2 separate regions of the Danio rerio genome follow, and region 1 is linked to region 2. A link is a contact called in public Hi-C data. All regions are on one chromosome and are shown on one strand. The core of a region is the stretch at or near the end of the contact, and the rest is flanking DNA. Distances in the headings are between cores, read along the strand shown.

Region 1 (6,373 bases), core at 3,512-6,011, 38 kb after region 2:
TTCATTCTTGATCCCGTTTTACATGTTATACCACATAATTCAATTAACGATATCCACATTTTCTCCTGAGTTTCATGTAATTTTGTGCGTTTTGTTTTTGGTCTGTCAACGTTAACTGTAGTTTGACACTTTCGCTTTCATTCAGGAACATTTCATGCATGCCCCCCATGACAAACAAGATATTGGATGCGAGTATGAACTGCTGAAAGAGTGTTTTAATGGAATTTGATAGCGCACGCCAGTATGGGGAAAAAAATTCCGCATTTGGTGATGCAGGTGTCTGTGGTCCTTCACTGACTCGGTAGGTGCAGAAAATAGAGTCAAACAGCCGTGTGTGCATAGACTGTTGCAAAATGCTGCAAAAATCCTACATGACGGTAATAGTTGGATTAAGGTGTGTACATGTCTGTACTGCACTTCGATAATGCAACTAAAATCTAAAATACTCCACATGTCTTAATTTGATTTCTGTTTAGTTCGACCTTAATCAGATTAAATTAATCAAACATTACTGTAGACTCTTAATCAGAGTAATGTCTTAATCATATTAAAATCAAATCAGATTATTGGTGTCAATGTAAACGTACTCAAAGTTGAGATCCTTCAACTTTATGCAAATGAAGGGTGACTTGCGAGTGACAGATAATTCAAGCATCAGTAGAGCTCACGTGATCCTTTCTCAGCTTCTGCACCAGCCGTTTAGAGATGCTGTAAACCTGCACAACGTTTGCTGTAGATTAATAGCCATAATGACAGTGGATATGTTTTTTTGTTAATCTTTAATTAAGCTTTTTATTAAGCATTTAATTTAGTGTTTTACCTCCATCATATTTATTTTTAGTAGCAAGAAATCTCATTCGCTTATAGTGATTATCATTATAAACGTTACCTAAGCAACCACAAGGTGGAAACGTCCACTAGCGTCTTCAATCGCCAGCCAAGGTGAAAGAAAGATCGCTTGTAATGTGAATAAGGCTTAAAACCTCTATATATTGTCAAGAACCACAAGTATCAATTTGTTTTGCCTGTATGGGTTTTTTACCCTCAAAGTGCTAGTATATGTACCACAAAGAACTGCAGTTTCAGCTAAAAAGTCTCCTTCAGTGTTCTAGCTAAAGTAAGCTTTGTTGTCAATTCTGTCACGTGTACAGACATATAAGGATCTAAAATTACAGGTCACACTTTATTTTAATGGTCCATTTGTTGAATTTAAGTTACATTGCATCTACATGGCAACTAAATCTCGTTAGATTATAAGTAGACTGTTAGGTTGGGGTTGGGGTTAGTTGGCGTACTTGAAAAGTCTGTTAAAGGAGCAGTATCAACCGATATTAAGCAGACAGTCTATTAATGGACCATCATAATAAAGTGTTACCAAATTACATTACTCTCAGACCCTGGCTGCATACAAGTAACAAAAACATTGAAAATATACTATAAATAATTATCTAAAATATTATAGTAAATAATTATAGTAAAACATTAGAGAGAAAAAGAAAAATGTGAAAATACACACACACACACACACACATATATATTATACACACACATTATACATATATATACACACACACACATATATATACTGCAATCAGGTAGTTATTGTAGGTAGGTGCAAATAATTGAAGAGTGCACTGCAATCTAAGTTTTTTAAAGCGACAGAGCTATTTTTGCAGTATATAATAATAGTATTATGAGGTAGTTGTTGTCAGTGCTGTTGGTAGAAGGAAAAAGTCACCTTCATTGTAGATAAATGAAGAGGGTGTATAAACTAACAACAAGTTACCCTTTTTTTATAAATTCTTCTTTAAACTGCATTTGTCCCTGAAAGACGATAAATTGAATTGCAAATTATTGACTTTTTTGTTTTAAAGCACTAATGATGAAAATTGTCTTTTGTAAGCTGTTTGGACAGAACTGTGTGTAGATATAATGTCATATTGGGGCAATAGAAACACAATAAGTATCTTTTTTATTATTTCCTGCTGTTAAAATAGGATCCAAATACCTCTTATTTTAAGGCCCACTGCAATATGATGTAGAAGTGCGGATTCCCCTCCCACCGAATTGATTGACAGCCGCGTTTTAACGTATCTTCATAGTAACATGTATAATCATATGAACATGACCGGATGTGCGCAAAGCAACTGGGATTAAAAGATCTGTTCAGCTCTCTGTGATCATTGATCGTCATCAAATGTGATCAAGATTGAGTTTCACAAGTTTAAAGGGCACATAGTTTACCCCTTTTTTATGATTTAATATTAATATTATGGTCTGAGTGTGCCAGTTTAAGTTCAGTTCAACAGTTCAGATGTTTTTATCATAATGTGTTCAAAAGTGTTATGTTGGGGACGTGTACACAGCTCGCTGTTTTTGGGGTGTGTTGCTTTGCATGAAAATTTGTTTTGGCTTCCCGCCCAACGTAACAAGGGGGCGGAGCCAAGAGCTCCCATGCTCTGTGTTTGCAACAGACAGGAAGACAGAGAAAGAGAAGCTAAGTTAGGATCAGAATTCAGCCGTACATGTACGACTCGGACACAGACCAAGCAGAGAGTACAAAATCATTTGTCTTTGTATAGTTTGTATAGTCTTGGTGTACAAGTACCGAGCTTGTACACCGAGACTAATAACCCCACACACTAAATTAACTTTGACTAAGGCACCAAATGCGCCATGACACGGCACACCAGACACTCTCAGTGGCGCGGCAAAACATAAAGTGTCCCGTATCGTCGTGCCACACAGCGCCATGCATTCCAGAACTCCAAACACAAGCCTGTGCAAACACAACGGTGCCGTGGCCGCCGACCCGAAGGTCCGCCGCGTGCACCCTGACAGAAACCCACACCTAGAACTCTAAAATGCACGGTGCCACATCACGCAGAAAGGCACTTCTTGTGTGCTACCTGCAGGAGGCAAGTTTGTTATTTTATTTCCAATGGAGAGATGCGCACATGAGGCAACGTGCTTGCACTTTTCCAGCTGCACCTAAGATCACAGGGAGCTTCTGTGCTTGCGAGAAATGCAAACGGCTGAAGTTTAAGGTAGACATAATGAAAAGTACACATGTTTGCAAACCTGACAAAAGGTACAAGCAATAATTCCGATTAGAGTGATAATGTGGAGAATATTGATCTTATGATGAGCACAATAAGCCTTACATCTACAAATAAAGCAAGGGTGTTCCTTTAGTGATATTGCTTTGACTCACACGCTTTAAATGGCGGAAGTGAAACAAGAAACTGAGGATATGATCGTGACGCGTGGCTGTCAATCAATTATTGGTTGGCAGGGGGACTGCTCTCCTACGCCAAGTTGCGGTCGGTCTGAAAACAGCTCCAAATGGTCCACTGTTTTTATGTTGTAAAATTAAAAAAAGGTCACTGTCTGTTTATATCACCCCAATATGACGGTTTTTACCCTATACCTACACACGTCTGTCCAAACAACTTGAAAAGTAGATTTTTTACCATAGGTGCCCTTTATAACGTTTTTAAAACAGTGCACAATTGTAATGAATTACAGCAATTTTACCATATTTATCACAACAGCTGCATGTCAGTACAATTATAAAAGAAGACATTTTAGTACATCAACATAACGGATATCCATACAGCAGTGGATATTACCGTGTATCCTGTCACATTTGCCACACAAAAATAGTGTAAAGTTAAATGCACGCTGTGTGTGTGTCTGTGTGCGTGTGTGCGTGCATGTGTGTGAACATTGCAACGACATTATGTGTGACTCATCATTGCAGAAAGGCTTGAATTAACTCCACAACAAATACATCCAATAATTATTGGGGCAGTTCTTACTGTAGTATTTCTCGCAAATGTTACCTGAGATCTGCTTCCTTCATGTTTGTCAATGTTTATCTGATGCTGCAGGAGACTGAGGCACACTCTGGCAGGCACGTGGGAACGGTGGGCGGGGAGAATCAACATTAAAGGCACAGGCAACAAAAACAGCTATTGAGAGCAGAAAATTCCAATATTCCAAAATGTATAAGAAATAATCTGATGGGCGTTTTGAGCTGAAACTTTAGACACATTATGAAGACACAAAAGACTTATCTTACATTTTTAAAAAGAGGTAAAATAGGTGCCCTTTAAAAGTTAATATTCCACCCATTAGAAGTCAGCAAATATAATTCCAGACTTCATCCCATCCTGCCATAGTGGTTTTTATTTACAGACTTCTATCAAGATCTGCCTTCTGATACCTGACCTATTACCTAAACCTATTACCATAATCATATAAATATGCTTACAGAATGACCACTTTGGCAATCGTTGATAGTAAAAGAACTATTAAGCATAATAAAAGTCCAATTTACACTTGACTCCTGTGAACCAGCGACTGACAGGCCTTTGAAATGAATCCTCTCTCTATAAGCAGAACTGCATCTTGTCTTCTCTTCTCCTCTGAGGGTTGTTGTGACTCGCTGTGAGTCCTCGTCAGGACTGATAAGATTAGCGTGGGCTCTGTTCGCACCCCAGGACACAAAGTATGTGGAACAGAATAACAGCTCATGGGGAATTTATGTTGCTCTGTTTAATGGCGTTAGATATGTTATGCTTCAGACTATGAAATTGGCCTGGAAGAGAGAATTTGTTTGCTTTTTTCTCTCCCCGAATGAAGATAATCGGTGATGAAAATGAACTCGCTTTGATTTCTGACGGATCCTTTCATTTCAGTTTTATTTCCGTTGTGAGCATTGACCTGTGCGTGACCTGTTTAATATGGTGTGTGCAGATAAGATTACTGGCAGGCAGAAGGGAGAGTTTTTTTCCCCTCTTTTCTTTCTCATGCAGATGAACACAGAAGCCTGTCAAAACAGACATGAAATATGAATTGCATACCAGAGATCTGGGGCTGGGGTTTGTTTATATTTAAACACTCATGTGAATTCTTGGCATGATGTCACAATTATCTGGGTAAGATAATGCGTCGGGGGAAAACCCTGGGTGTCTGGATGAAAACGAAAAAATGAGCGCGTGCATGCAAGTATGAGGTCGAAAATTACTTCATCTAGCGTATTTTATTGCATTCTTTAAAACATTCAAATCCACTGTGATCCCAAAATGAACGTGGACACATAGACTGGTCTTTTAAATGTGTGAATGCCTTTCAGTTATGTAACAAAATATTAATAAAATGTTTGTTGTTGTTTTTTTGTCAACTGTTTCTGAATAAAACACATGGCGAAAGGGTTTTGATGGCTTTCAAAGAGTAAAATCAATGTAAGTGGGTCAAACTAGAAAAGCATCAAAGTAATAAGCGAATTCAGCTGTATCTTTATTTGTACTCTACAATGTGTCCTGTTGAATTTGACCGTACACAAAAATCATGAGCATGATACATTTTTACCATGACTACCATGAAGGCACCCTCTAAAATCTGAAACAATAGTTTATATCAAAAAATCTATTTAGAGCAAGAATCAATTTATGATAAACAGTTAAAGTCTGAATTATTTGCCCCCCTGTTTATTTTTTCCTGTATATTTTTATTTATGTTTAAGAGAGAAGATTTTTTTTCAACAGATTTGTAAACATAATAGTTTTAATAGCTCATTTCTAATAACTGATTTATTTTATCTTTGCCATGATGACAGTAAATAATATTTGATTAGATATTTTTCAAGACACTTCTAAACAGCTTAAAGTGACATTTAAAGGTTTAACTAGATTAATTAGGCTAACTAGGCAAGTTAGGGTAATTAGGGAAGTTTTTGTATAGCGATAGTTTTCTCTGTAGACTATCTGAAAAATAATATAGCTTAAAGAGGCTAATAATTTTGACCTTAAAATGTTTTTTTTTTTTTTATTAAAACTGCTTTTATTCTAGCTGGATCAAAACAAACAAAACTTTCTCTAGAAGAAAAATAAGTGAGAAATATAAAAAAAAATTATAAATTCAAAGGGGGGCTAATAATTCCGACTTTAACTGTATAATCATAGTAATGCCCCGAGTTACTAATAACTTTTTTTTTTAAATTGTTAGACTTTACCACTATCCTAGGTTTTATGCATTTATCAGCAAGATGTTTTAATTGTTTAAAAAATATAATAGCTTTTAGTTTGATCACTTATGCATTTGTCTATTTTAATAGACCCTTTTCACATTTCCGGGTTTCTCAGTAGCGGAAGACATCATAGTTTGGTAAACTTAGATTGCAGTGAATCAGAGATTTTTTTTAAAAATCCTTTTTGTTGAAAAAATAAAAGAAAAACTCCACGAAGGTGTTATCAAGACTTTCAGAAAAAGAAAAAAAATTGTGAGTGATGACAGCAGTCAGAGGAGAAAATGATGTCAAATTTACTTTGCATTAGAAAGACCTCGAACAAGCGGTAATTATTATTAT
Region 2 (7,053 bases), core at 1,279-3,778:
TTGTTCATAATAAAAATGTACCCACTGTAAAAAGCAATTTAGTACTTCAAAAGGTTAGAATATCCACTGCCTAAAAGTTGATTTCCCTTAAAAAGCGAGCAAACTCATTGTAGCTTGAAACTACTAAGTTAACTTAATTTTGGTTACACTTTACAATAAGTAATTAAAAGTAAAGAAATAATTTGTACAGTGTTTGTTCATGTTAGTTAACGTTATTTAAGTTGTTAATTGTTAGTTCATGTTAACCCACAGTGCATTAAATCAGGGGTTCTCCAACATTTTAGCCTGTGACCCTTAAAATAACAATGCCAGTGACTAGCGACCCCCAATATCCTCTGGAGTGGTTATAAATATATGAACCTAGCACACAAATATGCACACACACCAATAGGCCTAAGTCTATTCATTATTTAATTTTTAAAACTACCACTCAGAGATCATCCTCCATGTTCAGTTGTGACCTGTATTTATTTTTGCATGTACGTAAGTGCCGTAAAGGTGTCAGATATCTGGTGTCTGGTTTTTAATCTGGTGTCATAAAATCAATGTGCTGTGTATTTAATATAATCACCCCAGGGTTCACAAAAAAAGAAAAAAGAAAGAAAAAAAAAAACGAAAGGCTGATGGCTTTTTCTTTGCATGTTGTTGTTTTTTTAATGTAACTATTAACAACTTTTTCTAAGGTAAAGTAAGGTAATTGTAATAGTTTAATAAAATGAATTTGATTTTTGGAAATCTCCAAGCTAGTAAAGCCAATGAATCACTTTGTTCGGTTTAAATTAAGTAAAACAAACACAAATAAATTGTTTAATTAGTACTTTTATTCTTCAATTTACAGCTGTTTAATTACACGTTTGGTTTTATTTTGTGAAACATGATAATCTATAACAATAATATAATAATAATTTATTTATTAACATATAATAATTTAATTTAAATAAATAAACACAAACAAACAGAATAGAATATTTATATAATACTTATTAAGCAAAAATGAGCAATTATCTGCCAGTGTAGGCATGCTGGCTGAGGTTGTTGTATTATGCAACCTTTGAGCAACACACTGCGACTTTACTCATACGTTAGTCAGAATGCTGATCTGAGTGACACAATAATAAGTCTAATTTACTATGTTCTAAGGACTCAAACAGAGCTCGGAATCAGATTAAATCTGCTTTCCACCTACATGTCTAACTCTTGGGTCACTTGTGACAGAGTCTGCAAACTGCTAAGAAAAGCAGAATGGCATGCTTCAATATCAAGTGTGTGGCTTGAGCAGCTGCTGACTCACATGTATAATGCGAGTATTGAGCAGGTCAACAGGTGCTGCTGAGGGTTTTGTACAGAGCTAGGCTATGACAACTGCGGTAATTTAATGTCTAACATCATATTCAAATATTAAAAATGGAGGCTGCATTTGAGGTAGGCTAAACATGACAGCTGATTCAAGTTTCTAAACCAGAAATTTGAAGAAAAGAAACAATCAAACTAACTTTGAATTATAGCTGGGCTAAAGACAAAATATCAGATTTTTTTCAGCAACAGGTATAAAAATTATAATATAATCAAATGCCAATAAATAATACACAAAAACAACATTAATAAAAACAATAAATATAGATAATAAATAAAATAAAAAACGGTTACTTACGACAATTTTACCGAATTAAAACAATGATTCATTCTTTACATCATCTAGGAAGACATGATATAATGTATAAATGTAAAACCGTCACTTCATTCTAAATATTTTACTTACAGTGAATCACACGTTTTAAATAAGTAATAATTTTAGTCAAATGCTTTCAGTGCGCACATTTCTGACTGCTTGCATTCATCCGTCTACTTTTTTAAACTTGTCAGAGAACATAGCCTATAGTATTGCAATGTTCTACTCTATAGTTACAGTCTATTAATGAAACCCATGGGCCATTTGACTGTATAAAGAACAAAAAAGCGCATCTAACATTCTGTCACGTGCTACACGAACGCCACATGCAACGGTCTTTTTTTACAGAGGTTGAGAAAGTCCAGCGTTGGAAATTCCCCGGAAAGGTCAAAACTCCAAAACTAATATATATATATATATATATATATATATATATATATATATATATATATATATATATATATATATATATATATATAATTGTGTATGTTCTCTTTCACAACATCAAAGATGACACGAACAGTATAACAAGGTAGCCTAACAAGTTTAATCATGATAAATATTTTAACACTTCATACAACCCACATAAAATAAATTTTTTGATAATATAAGCCTACTTAATTTCCTACCCTTTTTACAAACAAACAAAAAGTCTACAATCTTACTTATTCTTTATCGTTGATAGATAATTTAACTCCTTACCAATACAAGCTGAATCCCAAACGGCTGGATGTGTTTCTTTGTGTTTAGCTGTACTTCCTCAGATCAAAACTGTTATGTCCAAACAGGACGATACCCTGAGTTAACACGTTGTTTCCTTGTTGTAGTTCGCTAGAGTTCCACGTTTTCTCAGTGGTGTTGGTCGGTCGATCAGCAAACACGTCATTTTACCGTCAGTGATTAGCATATGACTCACTTCCTTGTCCATACAGTACAAGCTTTACACCCTTTCTACTACTAGCAGTCGTGTCTGTTTTGACGGTGACTCACTCAAAGCCCAAACATGGTCAATGAGAGTAGTAGGAAGTAAGCGAATGATACAATTTTCAAGACATTTTGCTACTATGAACATTCCTTCTGGTGACGTCGAGAAATTCTAAACAACGTGTGAAACTTCTCGTGTTTGTTGCCTCATCTGGTTAAATCTTTCATGTTTTTCCTCATCTGTAAGAGGAATTGAAATGGTAAAGTATGTCCCATGGATATATTCTCAAAACAAAAGTATAGCATACTACAGCAATATTAAAAAGTACATTATGACAATAATAGATAAGCAAATAAATATATTAAGAAGCCATAATAAAAATGCTGATTAAGTTATACTGTTTATTAAGTAAAGGGGAGTTTCTCCAATTATACTGAACCATTTTAACTGGTATGCCTTTGAATATAAAATGCCAAAGCTGACAAAATATAAAAAAATATACATATCAAGAAATAACACACATATAAATTAATGAATGATGAATTCATTGATTCGTTATTTAATTAAAGATAAACATAGTAAAGTAATTATACATTCATGAGGAATTTTTATTTATTTATTCACATAGTGTTGGGAAGTTTACTTCAGAACTCTAATGTAACAGATGACAAGCTACGTAATTAACTTGCGTAACTTGTGACACAACCCCCACAAAACCAATGGCATCAGTGCCAGTGGCATCTCTGTATTTTTATACCGTTCTAAGGTTAAATGCAGATTAGAAATTATAATAATAGCCATAATACTGTTTTTGAAATCAAATAATGAAACACTGGCAACTAACAACACATGGGGGAGGGGAATTTAACAGTTAATATGTTAATTAAAAACATCATAAGCTATCAAAACAACTACACTGTAAAACCCAACAGTCAACTTTATCAAATGAAATGAGTATAGTTAACTCAAAATTTGCTAAAAGTTAATTCTACTCATTTGAAAAGAGTTTTGAACTCAGTGTTGGAGGTAATAAGTTAATTAAATACCTTATTACTTCAACTAAATGGAGTAAGTTCAGAGTACTGATATAGATTAGTTTTTTATTAACTCAAATGGTTTGTTGTTATCGGTTTTCTCAAACGGTTTGAGTTGTCTTAACTTATTGAGTTTTACAGTACTCACTTTGTTTGAGTTATTTATTTGTTTTCATTTATTGGGGTTTACTGTGCTCAGATTGCTTCATTTACTCAAATGGAATAAGTTCACAGTACTCATTAGGAATACTTTTTGCAAAATGGTTTGTTGTAATCGGTTTCCTCAAATGGTTTGAGTTACCTTAACTTTTTGGGTTTTACAGTGTAATTTATATTACTTAAAACACCCTAGCTTTTCACAGAACATCATTCAGATACTCAATAAGTGAATGCAATTTAATTAAACCTTTTTCTCAATATCTGTAACAGATTACATGTAAATTTATTTTGTACCTAAATTACACAATGCCATTAATTGTAACTTTCTCCCCAACACACTTCGTTCATTCAGTGGCATTCCAGTATATCAGTATAGATCAATAGAGGATGAACTTCTCCGGATCTGCAGCAGATGGCAGAATTGATCCCTTCTCTTTCCTTTTCCTCTCAATTCTGGTGCTCTCGGGTGAGGATCTGATGTAAGAGCGTGTTCATCAACCTGCTTATAGATCAGCTTACTTGTATTGAAAATGGCAAACGCCATGATGGTATCAATTCTAGAGAAGAGTTTAGAAAGCAGCGTGAGATAAAAGTTCAATCATCTTTATATCATTCCTCTTCAGGCACAGTCAGATCTTACAGCATGTGCCTCAAAGAAAGGGAGGAGTACAAAAATTTTAAAAAAGAAAATCAGATGGCCATTGACAATTTTCAATAAGATTTGTACTGAGAGTGCAGCAGAGGGAATAATAAATCTGCCTACATGCTGTAACAGGAATTTAAGAACAGAAAGGAAAAACTGTGATTTCTCCTTATTTTCTACTCCTTCATTGTCTTTTCCGACTGACTATAGATCCTTGGCTTCAGATTCCTTGTCAGTGGGTAATTCCAGTCCTCAGCTGGTAGACTGATTGGATTTTTCCTGCGTGCCTTTGAACAAGCAATTAATTTGCTCAAAGAGCCATGGGTGTTTTTGGCGTCCCACTTGATTTAAAAGTGTGAGGCATTCTTTTGACCTGGCACCTTGATCGGCCCTTGAGAGGTTGGTGTTATTCGAATTCTAATGAAGGAAAGTGTGTTTTCTAATCATTTGAATTTTTTTCCTTCCCAATAGAGAGAGAGAGTTCTCGAATGTAACATTTTGGCCATTCGTAGGTTGATTTCCCCCCAAAATTGAAACATTATGCTTGATTGTGCATCCTAACCAGCCCAGCAACAGCAGCTCAACCAATCACATGCATTTAAGGGCAGGGCTAGCAGATTGACCACCCAATAACCAATTCAGGGAGTGTTGGGTGTAATTTTTGCCATTTTAGGAAATAATTTAGTTCGGTCAGAATTTGTGCCAGTTTGGCAATGTGCTACTCGAGAAACTGCACATGATTTTACCTTTAATTTCTGAAAATACTTTTTAATTTTTCTTTATTTCCCCAGGTTTTCCACCTTCCCACAAGTCCCTGGCTTCTTATCCACACCAATAAGATAGGTGAGCTTTATTTCTTTCACTTATTGCTACTTTGGCAGAATATTACCTCATATTAAAAATCACAAGTGTTTGAAGGCCATGGGAAATGATAAATGATGAGGAAACTATGTATGGATTAGGGTTTGTATGCTGTTCTTGATGCAAGTTTGAAGCAATACACTAGGCATGGGCTGGTATAAGGTTCTGACTGTATGATAACCTTGGATAAAAATATCACAGTTTAACGGTATTGTGATTAATGCTCTAAGATATATACTTTTTAAATGTCTGGGTTAAAAAAAATTTTTTTTCCAATATTGAACACGTTTATTTCATTTTGAGAAACCTTTAAAATATTTTTAAACATTAAACATGTCAGGCTAAATAATAATAATAATAATAATAATAATAATTGACTTTTGCTGTCTCGTGGTTTGGTTGGTTTGGTGATTTGGTTCGAAAACACAGATTTTTTTACAATTTAAAATGACATCTTTAGATATCTTTTCTGCTGAAGAAACTGTTGTTCTAAAAAAATAAATAAATAAATAAATAAACAAAACTTAAATAAATAAATCTGTTTTGGCAGTTTAAAAACCTTGTCTTTTCCAAACCGCAATATACCTTGAAAACGGTTATAGTCCCATGCCTACAATACACAGAAATATATGTTTTTTATAATGAATACATGCTGTATATATTAATAGTTTTTATTTGAATATTTTCTGTTTTTCATTTTCAGTTTAATAAAAAATTTGTAGCTTTTGTTTTAGCATTTAGTTGTTGTTTCTTTTATTAAAAATATCTACAGTTTTTAAAAAAAAGGTTATTTTAAATGTGTTAGTAATATTTCTGAAATAGCAGTTTTATTCTGTGAAATACTAATCATCTAAAGTTAAAACCAAATGTTTATATGCTTTTTTTGCACAAAGTTGAAAAAGAGTGGCATGTATATAATCATTTTAGGCAATAAAATATCAATGTTTTTATTTGAAACTCATTTTCAAATTTTGATTACAGTACACTTTTTACATATTGACCAATAGAAATTCAAAGAAACTCAACTTTTTCCCACAGTTGTGTGTGTGCGTGTATATATATATATATATATATATATATATATATATATATATATATATATATATATATATATATATATATATATATATATATATATATATATATATATATGTATATATATTGGGCTGGGTTTTCAGTATTTAATTTTTTTTTTTCATTTATTCGATTTTTTTATGCTTTTTTTGTACCCTCTATTTAGAAAATGAATACTTGTATCTATTTCTCAGTGAGTATAGGCAATGGATTTTTTTGCATTTAAACTAAACAGATTTATTAATTAATTAATTAATTAAATAATTAATTAACTATACAGATATATTTATTTAAATTGTATTTTAGTCACCAAACATATTTAGAAATAGAAAGATAGTACAATTAAATTCAAGCAAAATATTGCAAAAAAAACATTCAAAATTTTAACTAAATTTTTCAATTTTAGCTTCTCTTGATTTTTCCTCTTTTTAAAATTTGTATTTAATAGTTTTCTATAACATATAAATTAGGATTTACTAGTTTTTGGACTTATTGTAAGTTATTTTGTTAGATAAGCTCCAGATTTGGCTTCAGTACAGACTAACCTAGTGTATATGCACAAATATAATATTGTAGCTTCCTACTAAAGTATGAATTTTAAAAGATAGATTTGTGAGGGGTGTACTTATATATGCTGAGCACTGTAAATAACCACTTTAACGTCCATTTCATGTCACTGAAGCCTTCA

What was found. Hi-C and Micro-C count contacts between places; a contact is called where the count stands out from the background.
Region 1: a contact with region 2 is called in a Hi-C map of an unstated tissue, with 3 times the contacts expected there. The contact joins the enhancer-like site here to the promoter of si:dkey-79d12.5 in region 2. A contact is called at or near these places in 2 of 18 Hi-C or Micro-C datasets (caudal fin and an unstated tissue).

What each region holds. Positions count from the first base shown.
Region 1 is chr16:26,159,335-26,165,707 of GRCz12tu, forward strand. It overlaps a transcript of spaca6 not described here. Among named protein-coding and RNA genes, the nearest start is that of mirlet7d-1, 13 kb to the right of the region's middle. Within about 2 kb of position 4,762, at least 12 of the 62 cell types and tissues checked have an H3K27ac peak or open chromatin away from gene starts, as enhancers often do.
Region 2 is chr16:26,124,023-26,131,075 of GRCz12tu, forward strand. It overlaps si:dkey-79d12.5, which reads right to left and starts at 2,529. Exons shown (of 4, transcript XM_021466913.3): 1 at 2,372-2,529.